Regions from separate parts of the Cricetulus griseus genome. Here region 2 is linked to region 1. A link is a contact called in public Hi-C data. All regions are on one chromosome and are shown on one strand. The core of a region is the stretch at or near the end of the contact, and the rest is flanking DNA. Distances in the headings are between cores, read along the strand shown. Region 1 holds the start of Snrpa1 (U2 small nuclear ribonucleoprotein A'). Region 2 holds the start of Tm2d3 (TM2 domain-containing protein 3).

Region 1 (6,914 bases), core at 2,308-4,807:
ACACTGCTGCCCAGAACAAAGATTCTTTTCAGATATAAGATGTAGCTAAGTTTTGCATTTAAAAGCTTTAAAAGACAAGCATAACTGAGGTAATGATAAAAAGTGAATCTTGAATGTTCTTTTATAAAGCATGTATTATTAAAACACTATGTTATTATGCAAGTAAACCCATGGAACAGAGTTTTGCATTTAAAAGCTTTAAAAGACAAGCATAACTGAGGTAATGATAAAAAGTAAATCTTGAATGTTCTTTTATAAAGCATGTATTATTAAAACACTATGTTATTATGCAAGTAAACCCATGGAACAGAAAAGCTAGTCCAAAAGCACACTGCCACAAGTTTGGAAACTTGGTTTTGACAAGAGTGGCTTTGGAGAGCAGTGTGGAAAGGATGGCCTTTGAATATGGTGTTGAGTCAACTTAATTTTTAGATGGGGGAAACAAGTATATCTTGGTCGATTCCCTCCTATATTGATTCCAGATTGATTCCCAGCAGACTGCATTAGTGAGGTATGTCTGGTAGGAAGGTATTTCCCCATAAGTTTAATTGAAAAAGATCCACTATGAATAAAGATAATACTATCCCATGAACTGGGTTCACAGCCATATTAAAAAAAAATAAAAGAGAAAGTGAGCCGATTACAATATTCACCTCTCTCTACTTCCTGACTGCAGAAGCAATGTGAGCAGCTGCCTCAAATGACTACAGCCATGACTTTTGCATCATGCCCACAATGATGGGAGATGTAATACCTAGTTGTAAGCTAAAATAAACCTTTCTGTCATTAAGTTTCTCTGAGGCATACTACCTCAGAGTCTCTTGGTGAATGATGCATGGCATATCAAAACGAAAGACCAAGAGGTAGGGAAAGGGATCAGCAATGAAGAGTGCTTGCTGCACCAACGTGAGAACTGAGTTCAAGTCCCCAAGACCCACATAAAAAACCAAGTGTGGTAGTTGTGGGCCTATAACCCCAATTCTGGGGGATAAAGTGGACATTGACACACAAGGATCACTGAGGGACTGGGACTTGTTTACCACCAGCCTACCTGTAGACACTTTTTTTGTTTGTTCTTTTGAGACAGGGTTTCTCTGTGTAGCTTTGGAGCCTATCCTGGCACTCCCTCTGGAGACCAGGCTGGCCTGGAACTCACAGAGATCTGCCTGCCTCTGCCTTCTGAGTGCTGGGATTAAAGGCGTGCACTACCAACGCCCAGCTACCAGCCTACCTCTAGGTTCAGTGAGAAACCTTGTCTCAAGGGAATAAGACAGAGAGTACTAGAGTCAGACACCTACTCCCTTCTCTACCCCCCCCAGATGCCCACAAGTAGATGCACTCACATTTACTAAACACACACACACACACACACACACACACACACACACACACACACACACACAAATGCAATGATCATAGGTGGGTGGTGGTGGCACTTGCCTTTAATCCCAGCACTCAAAGGCAGAGGCAGATGCATCTTGGAGTTCTGGTCAAGCCTGGTCTAAAAATCCAGTTCCAGGACAGCCAGGGCAACACAGAGAAACCCTGTCTTGAAAAACAAACAAACAAACAAACAAAAATGTGCAATGATCTGCTGGGTATGGTGGTGAAATGATCCATGTGAGATAGTTATTGACAATCACAATTACTAAGCCAAGCAGGAGTATCTAAGTCCCATTATTAGCCAGCAACCAAGAGTGACCTCAGAGTCTCTTGGTGTTGAAGCTCAGGAGTACAGCATTTTAAAAGACTAAAACCACATTCACATTCACATTGAGGGGGATCAACACAACATTTGTCATTTTGCAGAGCTTAGTAGTATTTTCTAGACACCACATGACAATTACTTCTGATTTGCACTTTGTCTTAGTTATTTGAATTTTATATTTTAGCCTGCACAAACATCAGTTATTCTGCTTCATACATCTGGACCATGATCGGTGACATGGACAGTCCCAAAAGCATTGCCAAGATATGTGGCCCTTGGAGAGGGAGAGGAAGCTGTGGAATGTCTAGGCACAAAACAGAGTCAGGACATGATGGCATTACCTTAGCCATTTCAGTGGTGCCTATCTGTAACCACAGCACTTGGGAGACTGAGTTGGGAGGATTGCAGTGATTTACAGGCCAGCCTGAGCTTCAGTGTGAAACCCTGTCTTAGAATAACCAAAATCAGGGCTGGGGATGTGGCTCAGTAGAGTACCTGCCTCAGCATGCACAGAAACTCAGAGTCCACTCCCACCACTACATGAGCTCAATCCAATCATCCCAGCACTTGGAGGTGGAGGCAGGGAGGTGAGATGTTCAAAGTCATCCCCTGACTTAGCCATTACAGCTCTTTCAGAGGACCTGAGTTCATTTCCAGCAACCACCTGTAACTCCAATCTCAGAGAATTTAGCATCTCTGAAGTCTGTGGGTATCTTCACCCATGTGCACAAAACCACACAGGTAATTTTAAAAAAAGATTTAAAGAATGCTTTTCTGCTTTTGCAGAGGACTGGAGTTCAGCCTGTAATACACATGTCCACAGGATTACAACAGCTAGTTCCAGGGAATCTCAGGCCATAAGCCTCCCCTGGCACCCACAAACAAGTGGCATATACACTAATTAATAAGCTAAGATAAAAAATAAGCGCACTAATTCGTAGAATTGGGTTCCTGGCCGTCTTTGGGGACAGAGGCCAAGGCTCTGCAGGTGTGTGTGTTCACTCTGTTGGCATTCATCAAATGTCAGGTTTCTGATGTGTGTACGCCCCTGCTCTTCATATGAATTTTGTTGCTGTTGTTGGTTTTTTTCAAGCCGGGTTTTCTCTGCATAGCCCTGGAACTCGCTCTGTAGATCAGAATGACCTGGTCTCATCTCACAGATCTGGCCTCCCAAATGCTGGGATTAAAGGCGTTCCCCGCCACGCCCAGTTTACAATATGAATATCATTTAAGCTTTATTTTATTTTTATGTTTGCGATTGCCGGTGTCCGAGGAGGTTAGAAATGGGCGACGAATCCCTGGGGCTGTAGTTACAAGCAGTTGTGAGGTGCACAACTGGGTACTGAAATGAGACTCCTTTTGCAAAAGTCTTTTGCAAAAGCAGCAAGTGCCCCTAACCTCTATGCCATCTCTCTGGCTAGCCCCTCGACATCAATACTTAAATGTCTAGACGCCGCAAGTCCACCCTGAGGCTTTAAGGTGACCATACTAGCTCGGATGTTGCCCATCTTAAGGCAGTCCAGCCGAATGGCCCAGCCTTGTCTCTGCTGGACCGCAAATCTTAGAAACCTGAATCCCTGAAGCTTTGGCGGAGTGTCCGCCCCCTGTTGGACAATCCCAAATACCCCAGCCTCGAGGTTCACTGAAGTGAGAGTGCCTCTCTCGTGTTCTTATCTTTTGGACACAAATATCTGGAATCTGGGCTCGCCACACTCCAGGAACGCACCAGCCAAGAAGAACCAAGAAGCAAAGACGACGATCGCAACGCCCGGCGGTGCCTTCGATCGATTGCTTTAGCCTGGTGGTCGAGGTGAGCGCCGCTCCGATTGGTTTTGTCTGGCAGCGCGGCGCGGTGCACCCTGGGACACGGCACTGGCGGGAGGCGCAGGCCGGTGGCCGAGGTGAGGGGACTCGGCGGCGGCAGGATGGTGAAGCTGACGGCGGAGCTGATCGAGCAGGCGGCGCAGTACACCAATGCTGTGCGGGACCGCGAGCTGGATCTTCGCGGTGAGTTAGGGGGATCGCGGGCTGTGTCCGGGCTCGGCGCGAGGCCGGGAGGAGCGGGCCCCGCCGCGTGCGCGGAGGCCGGAGCCTGGCCCGGGGGCCTCCCGCCCGGGTTTAGGGTACCTCCTCCGATCGCCGGTCCCTCAGGACCCTTTGGAGCCGTCTGTTACCCGCTCCCGCTAACAGACACGGCTTCTCCGTTCCTTCCCGGGTCCGTATTCGTTAGGCTTTGCCCGGCATGCTCAGCAGCCTGAACTGTTTGAGGGCCAGGAAAATAGAAAATGGTATCTTCCGGACCGCGACCGGCTGGTTTTTAGCAAATGCGTTAATATGACACGTGAGGGTAGATTAGATATAAGTCAAAGTTATCTTAATTATACAATAATTCCATTTTGGGTCTGCTCATTTGTTTTTTGAGACAGGGTCTCCTGTACTCAGAGCTGGCTTCAAACCGCTGTGTAGTTAGGGACGTTCTCGAACTTCCGGCCCTCTTGCCTCCACTTCCCGGCGCTGGGTTTAAACGTGTGCCCCATGTTTATATGGTGCTGCGGATGAACCCAGGATTTTGTTCTTGATAAACAAGCACTCGCCCCACAGAACCAGGTCCCCAGCCCCTGATAATTCACTTTTATAAGAAGGTGTTTTCTAGCTTGATCTGTTTGACCAAGGCTTATAGTCATCACTCCCATGTGAGGGGTGGTGAACACTAACCTGTTGAGTAGAGCTTGGTTTAAAAAAACAAAAACAAAACACAGCATTAGCTGGGCAGCGGTGGCACACGCCCGGCACTCGGAAGGCAGTGGCAGGCGGATCTCTGAGTTCGAGGCCAGCCTAGTCTCCTGTGTCGAATAAAACAAGAAAATGACAATAATAACAAAATATAGCATTGAAAGTGCAGTTATCTACTTTTCAGGAGATGGCTTTGAAAGGGGTTAGGATTATATAACTGTGTCATGAGGCAACCACAGTCTCGGGGACTATACTCTGCCATTTGCTAAAATGCCTTGCTGACCTATAGAAAATCCTAGTGCTTTTGTTAGACATTAGCTTTCTCAGACAAAAGTCCATTTCAGAGGTATCTGAACCCTTTTACTGTCTTGGCACACAGTTTTGGTCTCTGCTGCATCTCTGAAGACCATGCAGTCTTGATAAAGCTTATTTTATTGCGCTCTTTCACAACTGAGTGAAAGTTGTGTACTAAGTTTCTCTTCTTCCTTTGGCACCTAGCTCGATGGTTATGCCCATTAGACAATCAAGGGGATGTTCACAGTGTGGTTTGTGGTTGTATAGACACCATTTTCAGCTCTGAATTGGAGCTGGTGGAGAAGAGAGTGAGTCAGGATAGCATGAGGATATACTGCTGAGTTATGTGAATGGTTTAGAAGGCTGGTCACCAGTGTCCCAGCAAGACTTGAGCATTAACAGTAAGCAGTGTTAACTTGACATAGAGCCTGACACTCTTAAGAACTTTGAACAGTGTAAATACCTTGTAGATGTTCTCATAAACAGTGGACACCAATATTACTAAGTATACGCCTGTGTTCTTGTTCTTGCCTTCAACCTCCTCTTCAAGTTTACTGCATGACCACACGCTTCGAGGCAGTAAGGACCCTGTAACTCATTTGTCACTTATCTTCAGTATTTTTGTACAGAGTGTGACATGGCACCCGTGCCGGTTTAATACTTCTTGAATGAGTACTTTGAGTCTAATTACAATCAGATGCTCCTACTGTTTTCAGGACCTTTCATTTATATTAATATTTGCTGTATGTATTTTTCCCCTCTACAGGATATAAAATCCCTGTCATTGAAAATTTAGGTGCTACCTTAGACCAGTTTGATGCTATTGATTTTTCTGATAATGAGATCAGGAAACTGGATGGTTTTCCTTTATTGAGAAGACTGAAAACATTATTAGTGAACAACAACAGAATTTGGTGAGTGTCTGCTAGTGAGAATACTTTTCTACCTTGAAAAGATGTTACAATGTACCCTGAAGAAAGACATGATTTGTTTTTAGTTTTCATTTTATGTATATTAGTGTTTGGCCTGCAAGTGTGTCTGCACTATCTGTATACCATTGTGGTGCCTTTGGAGGCCAGAAGAGGGTGTGAGTTCCCTGGAGCTGGAATTACAGACAGTTGTGAGCTCTCATGTGGGTACTAGGAATAGAATCTGGGTCCTCCGGAAGAGCAGCCAGTGCTCCAGCCTCTCCATGTCTCTTCTTAAAGGGAGGAATGAATCGAGCACTTTTTCTAAGAGATTGGGAGACTAACGTGGGCATTGGTCTGACCTTACTTGCTATCTTCAGAGATCTTTAGTATTCGTAGTTGATACTAAACTTTGAATTTAAATTTAAAACATGTTGCTCTGTATACATTTCAGATTCTAGAGCAATTACCAACAGCATCATAATAAAAATGATTTATAAAAGTCAGGTGTAGTGGTGCCCACCTTTAATCCTAACAGTTGGAAGGCTGAGGCAGTCCAGCCTTGTCTCCACAGCAAGTTACAACTGATGCTACAGAGTGAGACCCTGTCTCAATAACATCCTTTTTGTTTGTTTGTTTTTCAAGACAGGTTTTTCTCTGTGTAACTTTGGAGCCTGTCTTGGAACTCACTTGGTAGACCAGGCTGGCCTTGAACTCACAGAGATCCTCCTCCCTCTCCTTGCCAAGTGCTGGAATTGAATATGTGCACTACCACCTGGCTGTTTATCAGCTTCATATAAAAATTGAATTAATATAGTTATTAAGGAAGGTTTCTCGTACCTGGTACTGGTGTTTCTGTTAGGGTCAGTGCCTCTTGTGGGAATTATTGTCAGGGGACCGGAATTGCTGAAGACATAGCTTTTATTAAGGAAAGTTTCTAGGGGCTGGAGTCATGGCTCAGTGGTTAAGCCTACTGGCGGCTCCTTTTCCAGTTCAGATGAAGTGGGTTCTTCTCCTTCCCAGACCAGTGTGGCAGTTCACAATTCTAGTTCCAGGGAATTCAAGGCCCTTTTCTGGCTTCTACAGGCACCAAGCACACAATCAGTATGCAGACATAAGTGCAGGCAAAACACCTATACACATCAAAGCACTGAGTGGTGTTTTTAGATAGAAGCCATTTTCATGATTAATATTTTCTTAGGATGAATGTGTTACACCAGCTGTGTGAATGCAGAGTCATTGGTTTTTGAGTTTTCTGAACAAAAAGTTGT
Region 2 (6,914 bases), core at 2,142-4,641, 350 kb before region 1:
GAACAAAATGGCAATCCCTGCACAGGGTGTTAGTACTAGGATATGGGAAACAGGACTGCTATGGAGTCTGGATACCATAAAGAACATAATGACAGACATATCTCTCTATCTTCTAGGTGTCCAAGGAATGTTTTGAAGAAGGCTTTATGGCTGATGTGGACTTAGATGAGAGTTGTACACTAAATAAGAAGATAAGGAATGCACAGCTGGCTCAGTATAATTTTATTTTGGGTAATTTAAACTTATACACTTTTTCAGATGCTTGGCTTGGGGCTTTACTTAAAGAAAATAAAAAGGAGGAAGATGTTGTAACTACTTATCCCAAGTCAAGCTGACTGTTGAATTGTAGTGTACAAGGAAGTGTCCTGCAGCTCCACAAGAAGTCTGTAGTGCAGCATCACTAGCAGCAGTTAACATTTAAGCCCAAATGGAGACAGACACCTGCCCCACCCTAATGCAAGGCCCAGATGCTCCCCTTTGATTTTCTGGTTTATTAGAAACTTGGGCTAAACTATATGTAGAAAAGATTCAAAATTTTAAATGATCAAAAGAAAAGATGATTAAGTAACATTCTCAGAGATATGTAATTGGGTACAAAGTCCAAAAATTTGGTTTTAAAAAAAGAAATAAAAATTAACAATAAAGTCAAGAGAAACTGATATTAACATGCCTGGAGGTACGGTATGGATATGTCCTGTAAGTTAAAAGATTCTGTAGCAAAAAGAAAAAATAAAATGCCTAGAGTTGTTCTGTCAACAGTTGTTCACTGATAATGTTTGCCTTGTAGAAAGAATTGGATGTTTCCATTAGGCTTTTTCTTGTGTTATAAATCTTGTATTATCTTACTGGAAAGGTGCCAGAGTGACTGATGACCAGAAAGGTAGAATTAATAGCCAAGCTATTGAAAAGGTAACCAGGAACTCAGCCCTCACTAGGACCATGTCTCTCCATTTCTGTTTCCTGTTTTGCTCTGTTTCCTTTATACTTCTGTTTCCTTTATACTTTTGAATAGTCTCTTAATTCCACTTCACAGTTTCTTCTTTCTGTGTGGAAAGAAACATGGGTGCAGATTCCTGCATCTTCTCACAGATAGATTACTAGAACAAACAGGCTTTCCCCCACATTCTATAAAATTCTGGTTGGCTTGCCTGGATCCAGCCACATGATATTTCCTTGGAATCATCAAATAGGATAGAAAGAATCAGATGTCTGTAAAAGTTCCCTTCCCATTTGTGTCCCAAGACCACAATAGTGTATTCTGAACTAGACAGGAAAGAGGCATAGATGCCATCCCTCCCCTCAATACACTTAACTATTGAGGGAGGACCTAATGCTCAATAGACTGAAGTTTAGTAAGTAATATTGAGAGGAAACTCAGACTGAACCAAATGACTGTTAACTTCATGGTAGGTAAATCATTAATATTAACCATGTTTATTTCACTTTCTTTTCTACAGTGGTTGGTGAAAAGGAAAAGATAAATAATGCAGTAAATGTTCGAACAAGAGACAACAAAATTCATGGAGAAATTTCAGTAGCTTCTGTCATTGAAAAATTGAAGAACCTAAAAAAATCGCGTACTCTAAATGCTGAGGAAGACTTTTGAAGTCTGTTCCTTGTATTTCTATGTTTTTCTGAGAACTTAAGATATTAGTACTTCTAAGAACCTTGGGGCTACTAATGAGTCCATCTAAAAGGAAAATGATTATTTGATATATACATATTTTATTTTAATTCATTGTGTTCTGAGACTAAATAGGAGAAGCTGGAGAAATTCACAAGAGATCAAGACTTCAGAGACCTCACTGGTAAAATGGTATTCATTCAAAGAGGGAAACACTAGTGAGAATTATCAAAGTTATGCTGTGTTGTTTCTCAGTAGTCATGCTTCCAGGCTGGGGGCTGTAGGTTTGTGACTACAGCATCTGCCTTGCATGTATGAGGCCCTGGGCTCATCCCCAGCAATTGCCACCTCTCAACCAACAACAAAAATAGACTTTAAATAAAAGCCCATGGTCCTTTTTGAACATGGGTATGTGTGTGTGTGTGTGTGTCTTATTTTCTAATACACATGTCTCAGGTATTTCTATGGCTGTTTTACTAAAGATTACACTAAAATTTCATGTCCAAGGTTGGAATTGTTACATCATTTAGCAATGTTAAGAGAAGTACTAATATTTTGTTAGTGACAAAGGAATATGAACCTCAAAGAAATTTTGTGGAATCTGTTATTTGTCTTGTAGGCTAAGAGTTGCAGTTTTACTGCTTCTAAACCACAATTTCTTATTTATCATTAGAAAAAAGTAAAGTCCCAAATAAAATGCATCGCACAGTGTTTCTAGAACCTCTGCAATGTATATGCCACGCCACATTTGCTTTCCTAGGTTTGAATTACTGGGGAGTTTCACTTATTTGTTGAATCAAGTGTATTTCAGACTTTTTTTTTTTAATGAGATAGGATCTCAACTATGTCTGCCTCTGGACTGTATTTCTGATAGTTTTTAAATTATTTTTTATTATTTTATGTGTATGGTTGTTTTGTCTGCCTGTTTGTCTGTGCACTACAGGAGTGCATGATGCCTACAGAGGCCAGAAGAGGGTACCAGATCCCTGGAACTCTACTTATGGATGGTTGTGAACCAACATGTGGGTGCAGGAAATCCAACCTAGGTCCTCTGGAAGAGCAGCCAGTACTCTTGACTCTCCAGCCCCTGTATTTCTGATTTTAACTGAAAGGATTTAATTAGGTTCCAAACCTTACTGTCTTGGAACATAATTAAAATAGCTGTATGCCAAAGAGAATTTAGTTACAGGTTTATTTCAGTAGGTGCTGCAGAATTCAAATTAAGTGCAGAAAGGAACCTGTCTTTGACATATTAATCAGTTAGTGTCATAGATGAGAGCAGTGTGAAGGGGTAGAGTGCAAATTGTGACCATTTTTAAAGCTAACGTTTACTTTGGTTTTGTTGGATGCCAGGCGCCATTTCATGTACTTTATCACTTATCAGATGTACAAGTGGGAGAATGGGGAGTTTGGGGACTCCAGAGTGCTTGTCAGCAAAATACAGGCATAGGGAAGAAGAGGCATATCAACAGCATGTTTCCTGAGGTATGTGTGATGGAAACAGTGCAGGTTGCCGAGAGCAGCTCCCCTCCTCAAGGTTGGTGGTTTCTCTTGGTCAGGCAGGGCTGGGATTCTTCTTACGTAAAAAAATCCCTCACATTCGGCTCTTGTCCTAGGTCCCTGAGGCCTGGCCTGTTTTTTCCAGTCTCAGAGGAACTGTAAGAACCGTGTGTCCCCCAAAGTTAGGCTTTGGTGAAACGTAGTAAAGCCAAAGTCCTGGGTCCTGACCACCTGTCCCTCTTGGAGCTACTTCCCTAGCTGTATGGGTCAGCTGAAATCAAATGGGTAACATCATTACCGCCGTCTCCCAGTGGAAAGAGAGGGACCCCTCTTCAAAGAGCGTGAGGGCGATTCAGGTCCCAGTCACCTCCGGCCGTGGGCCACCGTGCTGGAAACCCGCGGTGCCCACCACAGAGCCGGAGCCCAGCAGCAGTGCGCCTGCGGGCCGCGCCCGGACACGCCCCCTTCGGCGCGCCCCACAGCCCCGCCTCCTGGCCCGGAAGTGCGCACGCGCACCGGCAAGATGGAGGCTGCGGCGGAGCCGCTGCGGTCTGTCCGCCGCCTGTCCCGCGTGCTGCTCTTCCTCTCCCAGTGCTACATTCTGTCGGGCGATGGTGAGTTCAAGGCCGGGGGCCGCACCTGGAGAGCTGGTGGCACGAGGGCCCCAGGACCCGCGGGAGGCCGGCGACAGACGACCGGGCGCCCCAGCCCTCCGGGCGGAGGCCGCGCCGCGCTCCAGCCGGGCCGGAAAGCCCCGCGTTCCCTAGCGGCCGTAGCCCAGAACCCCAGTCCTCCCGGTCGTTTCCGTTTCACGAACCATATCTGCCCTGCGCAGCCCCTACCCGAGTAGCACACAAACCAAGGGTACCATATCCCAGGATAACATGTTTCTCTAATTGTAGGATCCTTAAATTTAGAGCATTCGCAGCCGCTGGCTCAGTCAATAAAGGATCCGGGCCCAACACGCACATTCACAATAGTTCCCAGGGCAGCAGGTACTAGACATTTTCTATTCTGGTAAATGTGCATATTTCTATCGAATAGGTTTCCCCTTTCTCTGTTTTCGATAAACATTTCTTTAGATAACAAGTCACCTTTCTATTTTGGCCGTTTAATGTGTTATTTAGATATGCAAATTAAGGGCAGATAGCCACCGGTTTGATATTTGATTCCTTTTTGAAATCTATGACTCACCTCTTCATCCAGCCCCACACTCCTCATTTCTGTTTATTATTTTCTACTGTCTCCCAGTTCCTTAACCACTGCTACTTTCCTTTGAATTAAAAATAAGAAGTCTACAGTGCCTCCCCAATGCTGTTCGAAGGCTGATTGAATACCTGGAGTATAAGCCGGGTGGGTGGGGTCGTACTATTGAGAGCTAGAGGATATTACCCCTTTGGGGCCTTTGTTTCCTCAATCTTTCCGGCCACTGTAGTTAGCCTGACCTGTGACCATTTCCGTTTTGTGATTTGAACCGTCCAGCCTCAGGTCTCATGGAGATAGTTATTGGGGGAAAATGTTATTTATTTTACAGAGTTGACCACTTTGGTCCATTTTTCAAGTATTCCTGTTTTGCTAAGTGGATGCTGGCTCTGTGGGCTTTTAAAGTTCCATATTTCAGTGACTTGGACTTGAAACTGGCAGAGGTATTTCGATTATTATTTTGGCATACCTACTAACAACAGTTATTTTCTAGAATTGGGTATCAGTGGTCTCATTTTTCTACCAGTAAATTCTACCAGTAAAAGGACATTGCGTTGGATTTGAAGAGATGTGTATTCTGGTTCTGGTTCTGTCAAATACTCCCTCTGGGATTTTGCATGGACTGACTCTGCCTTGTCCAAGCTCTAGTTTTTCACCTGTGCACCTGGAGCTGTTGAGTCCTTTAACTTGGATCCAGCACTTTCCCTGCATTCTTTTATCAATGAGCACTTTCAGTTTTCATAGCCACTTGGTAGACACGGATGAAATGGCTTTTACTAATGTCACACAAGTTACCAGGTTCTAGCTAGCTGGTGACAGAACCCCTCTTAGATTGCAGGTGTCCAATGGGTACATGTGTCATTGCTAATAGTTGGTGTCTCCACCTTAGAAAATTGTCGTTTATGGCTAATGATGTCTCTCCACTGTCTTTCACTCTTCTTCTGATCACTATTCATAGAGAATAAGCTGCTCTCCCACCTCACAGAAAGTACTGAAATCCCCCCTTACATGATGAAGTGTCCAAGCAATGGTTTGTGTAGCCGCCTTCCTGCAGACTGTATAGAGTGTGCGACCAATTTCTCCTGTACTTATGGGAAGCCTGTCACTTTTGACTGTACAGTGAAACCTTCTGTTACCTGCGTTGTAAGTATTGTAGTTTACTCATTCCAACTGCATGGAGTATAGCATTAAAAATGTAGCTTACACTGGTCAGAATCAGACATGTGCTGGGATATATCCAGAAATAATTTGATTGTGGTCTTTTGTGACTGCTGCAAAGTATTTTTTCTTTTTTTAAATTTATTTATTTATTTTATTCATGTACATTGGTGTTCTGCCTGCATGTATGTCTGTGTGAAAGTGCCGGGTACCCTAGAACTGGAGTTACAGTTGTGAGCTGCCATGTGGGTGCTGGAATTGAACTCTGGAAGAGCAACCAGTGCTCTTAACCACTGAGCCATCTCTCCTGCAAAGTATTAACTATTGCATTTGGTTCTAGGAGTATATCTCAGTGGTAGAACACATGCTTCATATGCATTAGGCCCTGCCCTCAACAACACCTGACCCACAGCCAATTTTTAATTTTCCAAAAATGAAAGTCTTGGGCTGAGACGATAGCTCACTTGGTAAGGTACTTGCTGTGCAAGGACAAAGACTGAGTTTGGATCCCCAGCACCAGTGTAAAACTCTAGACATGGTTGTGTGCACCTGTAATCCCAGCGCTGGAAAGGCAGACACAAGAGGACCTTGAGGGCTGGCTGGCCAGCCCTTCTAGCTGAATCTAGGACTGGATGACGGCTTAGTCGGTAAAGCAATTGTTGTGTAAGCCTGAGAACCTGAATTTGGAACTCCAGGTTCTGTAGAGAACTATCAGGGAAGAGACTGCATGTCAGTCTCTGTCTTCCACGTGCAGGTACACAAGTGGACACACATGAGAACACATACATACCACAATGAAATAAACATAACTATAAGTAAAATCTTCCACCTCCTTCTATACCAGGTTATACCTGTTTGAGTTGTAATGTTTTCAAACAGTCTGGTTGATTGGTTGGCAGTGTTGCTTTGTGGGATTGGAAGGTGTCAGTGTACTAGCCCAAGTCTTTCATGAGTGTCTTGTTCTTAGTAGTGAGAACTGGGCCACAGAGGGATGGTAATGTCCTTTTACCGAAGGTGAACTTGCAAAGGGATCAGTCTTGTCAGTGGTGGGAGGCAGCATAGCACTGTGGCCAGTGTTCCATCATTTAGATAAAACCATGTCCATGGCTAGGCCCCACAGAGAAGAGTTCTACCTCAAGTTGGAGTGAAGCAAAGTTTATTAAAGTAGAGATATGTAGTGTGCTCACTTTAGACTTAAGAGTGGGTGTTGAGAGAGTTAAGAAAAGAATACTGTGTACTCCAAGACAAGGTTGCTGTTTTCTTAAGAGTTTCACTTGGGCGTCTTTACAGTGGCTTTGTATATGATCCTGTAACTTTCTAAGTTACACTATTTAAAGGCTGTAATTTACAACAAGATTTAAAGAATCTCCTGGTTTAAAATGTAAATGAAAAGTGTGACCTGGCTTATTTAGTTTTCCTAAAGCCTTTG

What was found. Hi-C and Micro-C count contacts between places; a contact is called where the count stands out from the background.
Region 2: a contact with region 1 is called in a Hi-C map of the CHO-K1 cell line, with 4 times the contacts expected there. The contact joins the promoter of Tm2d3 here to the promoter of Snrpa1 in region 1. A contact is called at or near these places in 6 of 8 Hi-C or Micro-C datasets (the CHK-Q cell line, the CHL-YN cell line, the CHO-K1 cell line and 2 more).

The regions. Positions count from the first base shown.
Region 1 is chr3:131,213,314-131,220,227 of CriGri-PICRH-1.0, reverse strand. Snrpa1 (U2 small nuclear ribonucleoprotein A') reads left to right here and starts at 3,557. Exons shown (of 9, transcript XM_027408099.2): 1 at 3,557-3,715; 2 at 5,502-5,649. The coding sequence starts at 3,634.
Region 2 is chr3:131,567,436-131,574,349 of CriGri-PICRH-1.0, reverse strand. It overlaps Tm2d3 (TM2 domain-containing protein 3), which reads left to right and starts at 3,391. Exons shown (of 4, transcript XM_035442464.1): 1 at 3,391-3,738. The coding sequence starts at 3,406. Tars3 (threonine--tRNA ligase 2, cytoplasmic) reads left to right here. Exons shown (of 19, transcript XM_027408092.2): 18 at 117-231; 19 at 1,458-2,045. The coding sequence ends at 1,606.